Regions from separate parts of the Rattus norvegicus genome. Here regions 2 and 3 are each linked to region 1. Evidence: chromatin contacts called from public Hi-C data. All regions are on one chromosome and are shown on one strand. Each heading gives the region's core, a stretch centred on a gene start, on an enhancer-like site or on the middle of the called end of the contact. The rest is flanking DNA. Distances are from core to core; before and after follow the strand shown. Region 1 holds the start of Ch25h (cholesterol 25-hydroxylase). Region 2 holds the start of Ankrd22 (ankyrin repeat domain 22). Region 3 holds the start of Acta2 (actin alpha 2, smooth muscle).

Region 1 (2,547 bases), core at 28-2,527:
ACCTGTGAAGTACAAAGTTAAAATGATCGTGTCTTATTTCCTTTGGTTGTATGTGCTAAGCCCTTAGATGGAGAGCTGTGGAACCACAGTGATGGGGTCACTGCCTCCTTCCTGACAAATGTGGGAGCCAGCTCTTGATGATTGTGAATCACAAGTAACAGTCTTGGCTTGTGCCTGGCAGGGAGCAAGCAGAAGTTACAGTCCACCTCCCCCTTTTTGTTTTCAGGGCTCCCAGCAAGCCTCTAAAGCCACTCTTTCATTGTTTGCCTTGGAAAAGAACAAGAGAAACACAAGCTTGCATAAGACTATGTCAGCTTCCAGCAGAGATGAAAAGCTGTACAGACACAAATACAAGAAGGAAACAATGGGAGAACGGCCCCTGGCTTTCCTCTGGAGTCCCCTGTGTGCCACGTGTGGGTCACACGGGACTGATTTCTGTGCTGGGCTCTCTAGGGGACTCTCCCTGGCTACAGTACTGACCTCCTGTGCTCAGCCCTGGCTACTCAGTCCTGGTGCCTGAGAGGGTGTCCAGGAGTTGAGGCAGGGAAGATGGACCGTCTCCCGGGAGCCTATGGGAGTGCATAGATCATTCCCTCCACCAGCCTTTGAGGTTTGGCCCAATGGAGTGACCCTTTGTGGGTGGTAAACCCAACATCCTCGTTTTCCACCCCAGGGCAAAGGCTGGCAGTGCTGCCCCATGGACACCGCGGGCTTTTAAGAGAGGCGTCCGCGCCAAAAGGCTGCGAGCCTGACTGCTCCTTTTAGGAGGATGCCAAGTTCCCTCTCCGTAAGGGACCCAATCCCTATTTGCAACGCACTCAGTACCAGCACTGTGGGGTGAGGTGCACGCACTCAGAGAACTCCAAGATGTAGAATAAGTCTTTACACAGCCAAACGCAGATATTTTAAAACTCAGGGAATTCTGCTTTGGTTGAGAAACAGCACTTTCTGAGGGTGATGAACCCATTAGTTTGTAGTGGTGACAGCGGGTGAATTGTCTCAAGGCAGAATCAAACGCTGGCTCCTGTCTCTGAAAAGCGAGCAAACAGTTCTTTATGTCTGGGGACCGGTTTTAAGGAGCGCGGCATGCATTAAGGGGAAATGTGATGCAGCTATGAACCAGGACATAGACCGGAACCAAAGGCATAATTCGGTCATTTAAGCAAAATTCTGTAGCAGGGAAGGGAGGGAAGGAATGCTGACGTCACCGGGGGCGGGGCCGCAGTCCTTAGAAAAGTCGGTGGGACTGGGGAGACAGCCACTGTGGGACACAGTCTCAGCATGGCCTGCCACAACGTTTCGGAGCTCCAAGACCTTGGTTGTTCCAACCAGCTGCTCCTGCAGCCTCTCTGGGACAGCATAAGGACGGGAGAGGCGTCCGCGCGCTCACCCTTCTTCCCAGTCATCTTTTCTATCTTCACTTACCTGGGCTTCTGCCTACCGTTCGTGGTGCTAGATGTCCTCTGTCCCTGGGTGCCCATCTTGAGACGCTACAAGATCCACCCGGACTTCTCGCCGTCCGTAAGGCAGCTTCTGCCCTGCCTGGGGCTGACACTCTACCAGCACCTGGTGTTCGTGTTCCCAGTGACGCTGATGCACTGGGCGCGCAGCCCCGCGCTGCTGCCGCGGGAGGCCCCCGAGCTCTCCCAGCTCCTGAGTCACGTCCTGATCTGCCTGCTGCTCTTCGACACCGAGATCTTCGCGTGGCATCTGCTGCACCATAAGGTGCCCTGGCTGTACCGCACCTTCCACAAGGTGCATCACCAGAACTCGTCCTCCTTCGCGTTGGCTACCCAATACATGAGCGTCTGGGAGCTGCTTTCTCTGACCTTCTTCGATGTGCTGAACGTCGCGATGCTTCAGTGTCACCCACTCACCATCCTCGTCTTTCACGTGGTTAACATCTGGCTGTCGGTGGAGGACCACTCAGGTTACGACTTTCCGTGGTCCACTCACAGACTTGTGCCGTTTGGCTGGTACGGGGGCGTGGCTCACCACGACCTGCATCACTCTCAGTTTAACTGCAACTTTGCTCCGTACTTCACACACTGGGACAAAATGCTGGGGACCCTGCGTTGCGCACCCCACTCGAAGCGCCTGTGTGCCGGCAGTGAGAGCTGCTTGGACTCCGGAGAGCAATGTACTGTACACTTGAACCAGAAGAAGAAACAGACTTGAGTTATTTTTTCAGAAGTTAGTACATTTTTAAGTGATGAACACTGCTATAAAATCTAATGTGTTTCTGCAGCCCGACAAAGTAATTTATATAATGTTTATATATGAATTTAATTGTGGTCTTGATGTCAAATTCCAACTCGTCCCAGTGTCCTTGACTTCAGGACACAAGTTAGACATTCTCTAGAATGGTTTGTTTGTAGAACCAAGACTTTCCTATGTATGAAACTGCACTGGAACAGGGCTAATCACGCATGTTGATGGAAGACCTGATGTCTGACTCTTTAAAATAATCAAATTTGTTCCTGCTGGGCAGTGATCAAGATTATAGTATATTTTTTCTATTTTTGAGCAAAATGATATATTTATATT
Region 2 (2,547 bases), core at 16-2,515, 350 kb after region 1:
TATACCGGGATAAGGAACCAGTGTCTCCCGGAGACCCTGTGGTGGTGGTAGACATAGGCTACGGGGGAAGATTGGGGTTTCAGAGATGAGACCTGGACCACAGAGTCGGGAGAGCAAAAGATAGGATCGGGCCCTTTCTAATGACAGGGAGATGAGTGGATAGAAATGTGAGGTTGTCTGCATCAGTCACAGGGTGTGAGCTGAGTTGAAGTCCCGGGGAACAACCATGAGTTCTCTTTCCATTGGTCTCTTCATAAACAGGGCAGGAGGTGGGATGAATGCTCTGTGAGGCATCACCAGGTGAGAACATAATATTCATCCCTCAGTTTGTCTGCTAAGTTCTCAACCTACTCCTCCTGTGGTGATCTTAATATGCCCAGGTGCTTCTGCAGTCCTGGTTCACCGTGACCAATGTGTATGTAAACTGAAGTCTGTCCAGGGCAAGGCACAGTCTGAAAAAAAAAAGTTTCACACATGACAAAAGATCTTTGAGCAGAGTTCTGGCTGGTCTCTTACAGCACCATGTAAGAGTAGAGTATCGAGGACTGCAGGCACAGATGGTGTTAGTGGCAGTGGAGGAGGCTGGGTCACAGATACCACAACAGATATAGGGGGAGCCAGGCTTGGTGTTCCCCAGCTCCTCAGAGTGACCTAGTATGCATTTTTTCTTTTTTTAATAAAGTGTGAGAGAGGACTTTGAAGGTTCTCAGAGGAATTACATTAAAACACGTGGAAATACTAATTACTTTTACTTGACCATTATATATAATACTTCTTGAATTATCACATAGTACTGTATAGATGCGTGTAATTACCACATGTCAATTAAAATTAAAAACTATTAAGTAAAGTTTAATTTATTAGCTTATAGGGCTCTTTAAGTGTCTGGGGGGAAAGTATTGCTAGCAAGAACTTTGGAGGACTTTGAGGATTATTTACCTAACTAGACCCTATGACTCTCACTGAGGAGTTGGTGGACGGTAATGGACATTGAATGCTGGATTTCAATTAAGAAATTGTGTAAATGCGGTGTCCTGTTTTGAACTCTTCCTGCTGGCCTAAGAAGTTCCCCCTCCCACCTGTGCTTCCTTCTTTACTGGCTGCCTCCATGGGCAGAGCATTTGTGACTCAGAAACCGGTTCCCCTGGCTGTAACAATGATACAGCTCTGGGATCATTACCTGTAAGCCAATGCCTTAGCTTCACAGCCCTCTCTCTACGCAAGGTGTGTTGCTGTCACCGACTGCTGGGAAAGCACTCTCAGGTGTGGGAAGAGAGGGCTCGCCACTAGCTTGGACTTCCAGGGACCTTTCTTTCCAGGAAGAAATTTAATATTAATTAGAAACGCCTCTAGAAGATTCACTACTGCCTTGTAGAGAGGGCACAAACGCAAGAAGGACCGGATGGGAATCCTATATTCTGAGGTATGTCATATTTCTGAACTTAGGAATCCAAAGTTGCTAAAAATTTCTCTTGTTTTTTTCCATGTATAATTGTCTATCCCTGTTACCATGGCTTATTTTCAATTCTGTTTAGTGTTCCTAGTGAGTATTAAGTCAGGAAAGATCCGATGTGCTAGGATTTTTTTTTTTTTTTGGTTTGTTTTACTATCTTAACAAAAGTTAGACTGAAATACTAAGTTTTAGCTAGACCTAAGTTGAGCATGATGGGATTTATATTTTCTGACATCCTAATTGCAGGGGTGATGTGAACCTTGAAAAATGGAGTTGCAACTATGTTGTGTCTCAGTGAAATCCGTAAGGGCAAGAGACACTCACACCTAATTGGCTTTTCTAAAAAGCCAAACAATGGGCAGGCTTCTCACGGAACCCATGAATAGAACAACACCTTGAAGCTGGGTATGTGGAAGGAAGTTCACCTCTGGCAATTATTAATACGGGTTATCACCGTCTAGAAACGATGACTGGCAGTACAGTTCTGATATTTGGACTATTTCCTTTTGATAGCCGACAGGACATTTTTCTACATTGAAAGTAGCTTACTACAGTCAAATACATTTTTCAATGTTTCAAAGGGTAATATTTGAATAAGAGTATCAGAGGCACAGTAATGTTGTGATAGTTCTCCTTCTCCTTCTCCTTCTCTTCTCCTTCTCCTCCTCTTCCTCCTCCTCCTTCTTCTCCTTCTTCCTGTTATTATTATTATTATTATTATTATTATTATTATTTCCTTCTCCTTCTCCTTCTCTTCTCCTTCTCTTGTCCTTCTCCTTCTTCCTATATTATTATTATTATTATTATTATTCATGACTTACTCCTTATCTGACACAATTAACTTGCTAACCGGCATTCCATTCTCTAAGCTCACGGAGCCTCATTGATTTTGATCTGCTAGCATGAAAGGTAATTCTTTGGCACCTACCTCAAGTGCACATGTGCGAGCATGAGTTTGTGCGTGTCTGCATAAGTGTGCATGTTTCTTTACTAAATGCTTTTCCTGCTTATTTCACCACCCTGGGAATATCTCTCTCTGGGATTTTGATCTCACCAAGAAGTCACGGACTTACGAGGATGGCAAAACGTACAAT
Region 3 (2,547 bases), core at 20-2,519, 260 kb after region 1:
AGTCTCTGTATTTGAGTGATCAGACAATGTATTTCTTAGTTGGTGAAACCAGATACAGAGTAGAAAACTCTTAAGCAACACAAAGAAACCCCATTATTATTTAGCAACCATTAGACTCTTCTAAGAGTCAACGGTGTAATTCTCAAAGACAGCTATGCGTGCCTGGGTGCAGGTGGACACCATTAATCAAGAGCATGAGACATGGTAGCGTGAGTAGACAGCTGCTGGCATTCACCCTGGGCTTTCCCTGACATGCCAACAGTTCAGAGCCACTTATGGAATCCGTCTAAAATATCTCCATCATGAATTGAATCAGAACCTTGGCTTGCAGGAGGGAAGTAGAGAAAGGTAAAGTCGTTGACTGTCCATTGAAGCCAAAGAGCTGATGATGTCTTTGAAGAATGGCAGGGTCACTTGATCGCTCTTTCTGTCCAGTGGGCTCATAGACACGGAGGAGGATGAGCAGGCTTCATTTCAACATTTCAAACTTCTTTTACAATTTTTTTTATGACGGGGCAATGGGTCATCTCTGTGGCCAAAAGACGGTCCTTAAGCATGATATCAAGGGTCAGCGATAAACCAACAACATGCACGTGGACTGTACCTAAGGGTTAACGCAGTTACAGTGATTCTGACTTCTAAGTTCCTCTTAGGGTAACATAGGCTGGTGAATCCTGATTACATACTTCCATATGTAATACATACAGACTTCATTGATACTACACACAGACTCCAGACTACATACAATGTGGCTTCCATAAAATGATCACTCCTCTGCAGATTCGCAGGTGACCCAAGCATCTTTTGTTATAGGCTACCTTTTGCAACAGTGTTGCCTTAAAGTCCCAGCTAGTCAGAGACAGGCCCTTCCTCATCTCAAGCCCTTAGCTAATGGACCCAAAGGCTAGCCTGACAGGAAGAGCTGGCATCTTCTGAGGAATGTGCAAACCATGCCTGCGTCTGCTCCATGGCACTAGCCCAGTGTCTGGGCATTTGAGCAGTTGTTCTGAGGGCTCAGGATGTTTATCCCCATAAGCAGCTGAACTGCCTCCTGTTTCGAGAGCAGAGCAGAGGAATGCAGTGGAAGAGACCCAGGCCTCTGGCCACCCAGATTAGAGAGTTTTGTGCTGAGGTCCCTATATGGTTGTGTTAGAGTGAACGGCCAGCTTCAGCCTGTCTTTGCTCCTTGTTTGGGAAGCGAGTGGGAGGGGATCAGACCAGGGGGCTATATAACCCTTCAGCATTCAGCCTCCCCAGACACCACCCACCCAGAGTGGAGAAGCCCAGCCAGTCGCCATCAGGGTAAGTGGCCCCAGCCCAGGGATGTGACTTAGAGTTTTCCCAGGCTTTTTAATCATCCAGTGGAACCAGACGTTGTCTGTAGTAATCTGAATGACTCACATGTTTTGAATTTTTGAATAAAGATTTATGCTGTTAAAATGATTGTAGCTCCTTAGCTTGCATGATTTCGTATCTAAACGGGACTAAAAATGAATCGTGGTTTACTGGCAAAGGAGATGGAGAGGAAATTAAAGTTTGTTCATGCGTGGCATCTGTGAAATCTGTTTACACTAAACCAACTGCTCGGATCCCGCAGCCTACTGTAGGGGAGAAGTCCAGCCATCTATGGTAAATTATACATTTGTTTCTACTTAGGTGTTGGACACTTTTGGATTTGTCTATGGTTCAGACTTAGTGTGAGGACTTTCCATCTGACCGAGTACAGCCGGGTTAACTGGAAGTGGATGTCAGGAGTGAACTGGCGCGGTTGCCTGCGCTCTGGTTTTGGCTGAGTGGACTGCGTTGCCTCTGGGTTTCCGGGGCTCTAACAGTAGACATGTATATCTTGTGCCCTTACGATTCAAACCTATGTCATTGGTCATTTGCAGCAAAGCATAGCTCCTCTACTCTCTGCAAAGAAATGGAAATGAGGAAGTGTCTCATTCGGGGAGATCTGATTTGCGTTTCTCTGCCTCAAGTGTCCCTCTGGCCCCTTAGGCAGAGTCTCTGTGGAGCCACCCCACTCAGGACTTGGTAGCTTCTGCAGGGAACGGAGTTTTCTCGATAAGATTTTCCTCCCATTTTGTGATTCATGACTAAATATGGTTTGCGTTTTGAGACTCACAAACTGGGAAGGTTACTGTCCTTTCCTCCTCCCTCCCCTCCCCTCTTACAATTCATTTTTGGCACAAGATGAGCTCCACTGTGCTGCACCAAACTCCCCGGCCTCGGGTGCAGTTCCAAAAGCGGACGCTGGAGCCCAGTGTGTTTTACCTAATTAGGAAATGCTCCCTGCTTCAAACTGAGCTGCTCCTTCAGGTTAGATAAGAGTTGCAAACCACAGCGGCAGTTTCCTCTGGAAACACACCGACGTCTTCTCTAGTGACGACGCTCCTTTCAAAGCTTATTAAGACATATTTTCTGGATATTTTGGATGAAGTAGAAATACGTCTTTACTGAATTAGTGATTTTTACTTGCATTTAAAAAAAAAACTAGGAAGCTTATTTCTCTGAATATACTAAGGCACAACCTTAAGTCATCCTGCC

What was found. Hi-C and Micro-C count contacts between places; a contact is called where the count stands out from the background.
Region 2: a Hi-C map of the A7r5 cell line shows a contact between it and region 1, with 4 times the contacts expected there. The contact joins the promoter of Ankrd22 here to the promoter of Ch25h in region 1. A contact is called at or near these places in 10 of 12 Hi-C or Micro-C datasets (the A7r5 cell line, the Rat2 cell line, Schwann cells and 6 more).
Region 3: a contact with region 1 is called in a Hi-C map of Schwann cells, with 5 times the contacts expected there. The contact joins the promoter of Acta2 here to the promoter of Ch25h in region 1. A contact is called at or near these places in 9 of 12 Hi-C or Micro-C datasets (the A7r5 cell line, the Rat2 cell line, Schwann cells and 5 more) and 1 of 1 datasets of contacts at active chromatin or transcription factors (oligodendrocytes).

Annotation. Positions count from the first base shown.
Region 1 is chr1:241,428,096-241,430,642 of GRCr8, reverse strand. Ch25h (cholesterol 25-hydroxylase) reads left to right here and starts at 1,277. Exons shown (of 1, transcript NM_001025415.1): 1 at 1,277-2,547. The coding sequence starts at 1,282. The coding sequence ends at 2,178.
Region 2 is chr1:241,082,298-241,084,844 of GRCr8, reverse strand. Ankrd22 (ankyrin repeat domain 22) reads left to right here and starts at 1,265. Exons shown (of 6, transcript NM_001191638.1): 1 at 1,265-1,423. The coding sequence starts at 1,403.
Region 3 is chr1:241,171,225-241,173,771 of GRCr8, reverse strand. It overlaps Acta2 (actin alpha 2, smooth muscle), which reads left to right and starts at 1,269. Exons shown (of 9, transcript NM_031004.2): 1 at 1,269-1,302.